Regions from separate parts of the Sus scrofa genome. Here region 2 is linked to region 1. Evidence: chromatin contacts called from public Hi-C data. All regions are on one chromosome and are shown on one strand. Each heading gives the region's core, a stretch centred on a gene start, on an enhancer-like site or on the middle of the called end of the contact. The rest is flanking DNA. Distances are from core to core; before and after follow the strand shown.

What was found. A called contact is a pair of places that touch in the nucleus more often than the background predicts.
Region 2: a Hi-C map of embryonic fibroblasts shows a contact between it and region 1, with 3 times the contacts expected there. The contact joins two enhancer-like sites. A contact is called at or near these places in 1 of 5 promoter capture datasets (fetal liver), 23 of 47 Hi-C or Micro-C datasets (adipose tissue, alveolar macrophages, blood and 14 more) and 2 of 2 datasets of contacts at active chromatin or transcription factors (alveolar macrophages and skeletal muscle).

The regions. Positions count from the first base shown.
Region 1 is chr2:2,237,836-2,240,667 of Sscrofa11.1, forward strand. The region is part of intron 1 of OSBPL5 (oxysterol-binding protein-related protein 5); the gene reads right to left. Among named protein-coding and RNA genes, the nearest start is that of OSBPL5, 23 kb to the right of the region's middle. Within about 2 kb of position 1,381, at least 32 of the 83 cell types and tissues checked have an H3K27ac peak or open chromatin away from gene starts, as enhancers often do. A contact at or near this core is called in adipose tissue, embryonic fibroblasts and retroperitoneal adipose tissue, where this site is marked.
Region 2 is chr2:2,278,946-2,281,820 of Sscrofa11.1, forward strand. No RefSeq gene overlaps it. Among named protein-coding and RNA genes, the nearest start is that of OSBPL5, 18 kb to the left of the region's middle. Within about 2 kb of position 1,521, at least 17 of the 83 cell types and tissues checked have an H3K27ac peak or open chromatin away from gene starts, as enhancers often do. A contact at or near this core is called in adipose tissue, embryonic fibroblasts and retroperitoneal adipose tissue, where this site is marked.

The DNA of each region.
Region 1 (2,832 bases), core at 131-2,630:
CCGGGGCCAGGACCCCAGGGGACGGCTGGGGCCGGGCCACCCCCAGAGGGATGTTTCCTAGACAGGCCACCCGTGGAGTGACAGAGCCCTGGGGAGAGGGGCAGGAAGTGGCCTGCCCTGTTCTGACTCAGCCGGGTCATGTGGCTGTCCGCAAGGCCGGCCCCTGGCACCCGCCCACCTGGCCTCCTGATGGACACCGGGCCAACGGCACACGGGGTGCCAGGCTCAGCTAGCCTGGGCACCGCCCCCTCGCCTCCTTCCCTGCAGCGGACCCCGCCCACCGGTTCTAGGAAGCCCAGCCACCCATGGCCTGGATGTGGTCCCCCCTCTGCAGCCTGCCCCCACCCTGTCCTACTCAGACCCTGTGATTTTCGGAGCTGGGGGTGATGCAACCGGAAGAGGGGCTGCGCAGTGGGGAGGGGAGTCAGCCCAGGGTGGGGGCCTGGAGCGGCCAGCCCAGGGAGGTGGGTGTGGCCTCGAGTGACCTCAGGCTTGCTTCACCGCCTGCGGTGTGGGGCTGGCCGCCTACTTCATGTCCTGGACCCGAGGGGGTGGGGGACCTTCCAGGCACACGGATGTCTCCAACCCCTCTCCCTGGGGGGCTCCTGCTGGGGCTGCTCTCTCCCTGGGGAGACGCCCCACGGCCCAGTCTGCCTAGGGGTGGAGACTGACTAAGGCTGCCACGGGGGACACAGATGGACCCTCCTTGCAGGGCTGAGCCTCAAGGGTGGGCGGGAAACCAACGAGCAAAGGAGAACAAAGTGGGCGGGGCTGTCGCTGCCTAAACCTCCCGGTCTCCCCCCCCCAGCAGGCGGGGGAGGGGGGAAGCGCTGGGTCCCTGCTGACTGCTGACCCTGAGGGGAGCCTGGGGGGTTCCAGCGAGCCTGCACTCCCCTCCAGACCCCACCAGCTTCAGCCTCTCTCCCTGACTGCCCCCCCCCATGCCGCCCCCATGGGAGCTTCCTGCCCAGGCGGCTCTGGGGTGGGTGCTGAGTGGGTCTGAAAACTAGGGAGGTAAGAGCCTCGGCCTCTGGGGGAGCAGTCGGGTCCGGCAGCAGAAGGAACGGAGGCCAGGAGGGCTGTCCCCGGATGGCCAAAGCCTGCGGGAGTCCTGGGAGGGGGCGTCAGCCCTGGGCTGTGCAGTGCGGAGCAGGCACAGGCAGGGATCCACCTCACAGCATCTCTGCCAAGGGTCTCCCTCTGCAGAGACTCTGGCTCAGGTTCCCCGGACAGCAGCCACATCTTGGACGTATTAACAGAGGCGGAGCCCTCAAGAAAAGGGAGGGGATGCTTCTCGTGGACCCTCCCTGCTCAGAGGGCTGGGTTCTGCTCCCTGCGTCTCAAGAAGGGGTGGCCCACAGGAATGCTCTGGGAAGGGCCAGGGCGGTGGCCCCTGGGGGCGGTGCCACTGGGAGGGGCACCCGCAGCCCAGGTCCTTCAGAGGACGGATGTGGCGCTCCAGGCAGGGCGGGGCTGGGAGACAGCTGGCATCTGGGAAAGGGGAGGCGCCCCACCCCTGGCCGGGAAAGGGCCGAGCCCCAACGGATCCCGGAGGCTGGAGGCGGGAATGGAGCCTCACCAGGAGTGGCCTGTGCCTTGGGGCCCTTCAGGAGCTGAGAGCCTTGACCTGGTCCCTGCGCGCCCAGCCGCTCTGGCTTCCTCTTCAGGCTCGAGATGGGCCAGTTTCCCTGCTCGCCGGGAGCCGGGGAGGACCCTCTCACTGTGGGGACTGCTCCTGGCCAGGACGGGACTCTCAGGACCCAAGCCCAGGAAGGCGAAGACCCCGGGCTTCCTGCTCCCTGGGAATGGTGGGCAGCCTGCTTCCTCCAGAAGAATCTACATCGGAGGAGGAGGTGGAATCCTGACACCCTCCCACCCAGCGCTGGCCCCTCCCAGTGGGGCTTCCAGTGGGGCCGGAGCCCATTCTTACATGGCACCGAGGTGGGGCTCACGGAGGGGCAGGGCTCAGGTTTTAGGGGATCGCCTCACAACTCGAGTGCAGGCGTGGGCAGGAAGGGGGCCTGGCTTCAGCACACAAAGGGCGGATTCCCTCTTCCCAAATCTCGCACAGCAGCCCCCCTGCATCTGGTCCCTGCAGGTGGGCGGCAGGCACCACGCCCCTCCTCCCCTCCTGTCTGCCCCCCACCCCATCCAGGGGCTGCTCGGGTCCTTGCCCTAGGAAGCAAGAAAGACCCCACGCGTGCCCGTGCTCCATTTCCCTGCCTTCTCCCCATTTCATAGATGCAGTAACGGAGGCCTCCAGAGTGAGCTGGCTCGTCCAGGGCCATGTGGCCGGTTGGCACTGACCCCTTGGACTCCCAGCTCATCCTGGGCAGGTGTGCTGGTTATCTCCTGCCCCCCTCCCCGTGTCACCCCGACATGGAGGGACTGTCCCCAATCTGCTGGGACTGTCCTGAGAGCCAGCAGAGGAGAGGGGACGTGAGGGGGAGGGGGAGGGGAGGAGAGGGAGCTGGCAGATGGAACCCTATGGGCACGGCAGGTCTGAATGCCAGGGAAGCCCGCTGCTCTGGGCCCCAGCCCGGCCTTTCCTTCCCAGCCCCACGGCCCCACAAGAGGCCAGGAAGGACCCCTCTGGGTGGATGGGCCGCCCCTCTTGGCCCCAGGTCCTGTGCCGGGGTGACTGACCCTTCTTGCAGCCCTATCCTCTGAGCACCTACTGTGTGCAGCCGGGCCTGCCTGTCAGGGGAGGGGTCTTCAGAATGTTCCCCAGCCCCGCTTCAGCCTCCAGCTCAATTCCTGATTCACTGCTGACCGGCTGGGTAGTGGGGACAGGAGCCCTGCCTTCTGGCCCTTGTGGGATAAGCAACAGGG
Region 2 (2,875 bases), core at 271-2,770, 41 kb after region 1:
GTGGGATATGGCAGGGACTGGCTGGCATAGGGACTGACCTCAATGTCCCCTAAAAGCCCCCCACCCCCCGGGGTTTCTCTCGCCCCTCCTCCTGACTTTTGGCCTGTTTTCGGAGTTGGGTCAGTGGCCTCCTGTGCCCTGGGAATCCCACCTCCTTCAAAAAGGCCCGCGCTCTCCTTTATAGCCTCAGGCACAGCCCAGACCCCCCACCACCAGGTGCAGAGGAGGCGGGCTGTCCCCTACCCCTGGAGGTGGAGAAACTGCAGGGACGAATTAGTTCCCATGGGACCGTGGAAGCCCCCGAGCCCCACCCCTGGTGGCTCCGCCCGCATGGGCTCCTGCGCTGAGCCGGGCAGCAGGCCCAGGGAACCAGCGTTGAAGCTTAGGCTCTGGGGGGGGTCTTCCCCACCCCTGGAGGGCGGGGGCCCTGGAGGGAGGGACGCCGGCTGGAATCAGCTGCTTTTACAGAAGCAGGAAGTCTCGGGGTGAGGGCACATGCCCCCCACCTCACCCCCCTCCCCGCGCCTGCCTCTCTGATCAATAGGTCGCCAGGAGCAAAGCACTTGGAGTGGTCGCGTCCCCCACCGCAGGGGCGCTGGGATCTCAGCTCCAGCTCTGAGGGGGGCATTCAAGGGAGGGGTTGGGGATCTACCAGGGTCCATCGCCCCAGGAAATCATTGCCCTGGAGCCTCTGGGGACACATACCCCAACACCACGTGGATAGAGGCATGGGAGGGGCCCAGATGGGCGACTGGGAAGGAGGCCCCCGGGCCCACGCGCGGCCAGCTCCACCCTTTCCCAGCTGCCCATATGCTCTTTCCAGCACTTTCTGGCTCTTCCGGCCAGGGCAGAGCTAGGGGACCCTTGGTGAGATCCTTCCGGACAAACAGGAGGCTGGAGGAAAGACGGGCGGAGGTCTCGGAAGGGTTGGCCCAGCCCTCCCCGGACCATAGGCCTCCACTTTCTGATGAGTGAGGGGGTGGCAGGAGGGGGCCCTCCCGCTGGGTGCGGCCCAGGTGCACGGCTGTGTGTCGTGAGGACCAGGGTGGCCCCGCCCCTCGGAGACAGGCGCTAAGGGAAGGCTTAGGGCTGAACCAGGGGCCCAGCTGGGCAGCTGTGCCAGGGACTCTTGGTCCGTGGTGGACAGGGCTGAGGGTGAACTTGCCTCCTTCTGCAGGGCGTTTGCTGCTTTCTAGGTCTCTCTTGCAGGGCGTACCCCTTGCCTAGAGAGCCCCCCTGAAATCCAGAATGGGGTTCTCTGTTCCTGCTTGAGGATCCGCTGCTCTGCTTCCCATTCTGCTATGAACTGGTCCCAAGAGCTCGGTCTCCTAATTCATACTAGTGTGTGAGTGATTGCTGGTGGCTTATCACGAGTCTTTCATTAAGGAGCTTTGCCTTCTTACTGGGGAACAAAAGCTGAATCATTTTCATCTAAAAGGAACGTTTGATCCTCTTTTCCTCCCACCAAGGAGAGATGTGGAGAGAGGAGGTGGAGAAAAGCAGCCATGACTCATCAAAAGACGTCTGAAACTTCAGTCCAGTAGACAATACAGCAGGTCGTTCAGCCTCTCTGAGCCTCGGCCTCCATCTGTAGAGATTTTCGTCACATCTTCTCGTCCGGGTCTTTAGGAGGATTGAGTGAGAGGATGCCCGTGAATGATGGGCCCCTGTGCCTGGCACGCAGGAGCTGCCCCATTCATGCTCCATTAACGCCAGGGCTCAGGATGGGTGAGTCCCAGGGCTGGTTCCCAGCCATCCTCATTAGCTCACTAACTCACAGTGCTGCCCCAGCTCCCTGGCCACGGGCAGTCACACTGTGGACGTGGTAGCCCCTGGCTCCAGCCGGCACAGCCAGGGTCTCTGCTAGGTCCCTGCCTGTCCTGTCCCCTCTTCCCCACGCCATACCCGGAAAATGTGGGGAGACGGCAAAACCTTTGCGCCACACTGACCCCTGCTGGGAAGAAAGGAAGTTGCTCTGGGGAGAGATGGGGAGGCCGGAAAAACTCAAGGCACAACCCTTAGGGCAAGAACAAGCCAGGCTGGGGTCCTGCCCGGCTGTCCAGGGCCACCATGGCCTGAGCCTGGACCACCCAGAAACTTCTCAAGCTGCTCACTTGCGTCTTCGGGTTTTGTTATAACTGACCCGAAGTCTCCCTGCAGATGCGTGGGTCTGGTTCTGGCAGAAGGGAGCCCCACTGAAAGAGGCGACGGACTCCTATTGGTTCTGTTCACCTGCAGGGAGCAGCTGGCCCAGGATGCCAAGCGGAGATCAGGCAATGTCTGCACAAGCCGCTGAAGCACGAGGATGGCCAGCAAACCCCAGGAGCTGGGGGAGGGGCTGGGCCCAGTTGGTCCCTCAAGCCCCCAGGAAGACGCAGCTCTGCAGAGACTTGAGCTCAGCCTTCTGGCCCCAGACAGAGGCTAGATATGAGTTGTTTAAGCTCGAGGAAACTAGTCCACGCCCATCGTGCAGGTAGGAAGATGGAGGGACCCTGGGGCTCTGACAAGGGTCTGGGGGAGGGCGGGGGTCCTGAGGACACTGATCCCAGCGTTGCAGGAGTAACCCCCTCTTTCGATCACATGGCCTGTGAGCGGCAACCAGAGGGGGACCCTTGTCCATCTCGGAGGAAGAGAATCGTCTCAGGGGTCCCTTGCCCCCTGGACGATGCGGAGAGCCTGTCAGGGCAGAAGAGTGAGCGCGAGTCTGCACGTGGGTGGGGCGAGCTGTCCCTCAAGGCGGCTGACGGGCCGCATCTGTGCCAGGAGCCCCGCCTCTTTTCTCCTTCGCACACCTGACAAGGACGGCGCAGACCAGGCCTGTGCTTCCGCCGGCTGCAGGTGTCCGCGACAGCGACACGGGTGGCCCCAGCCCAGG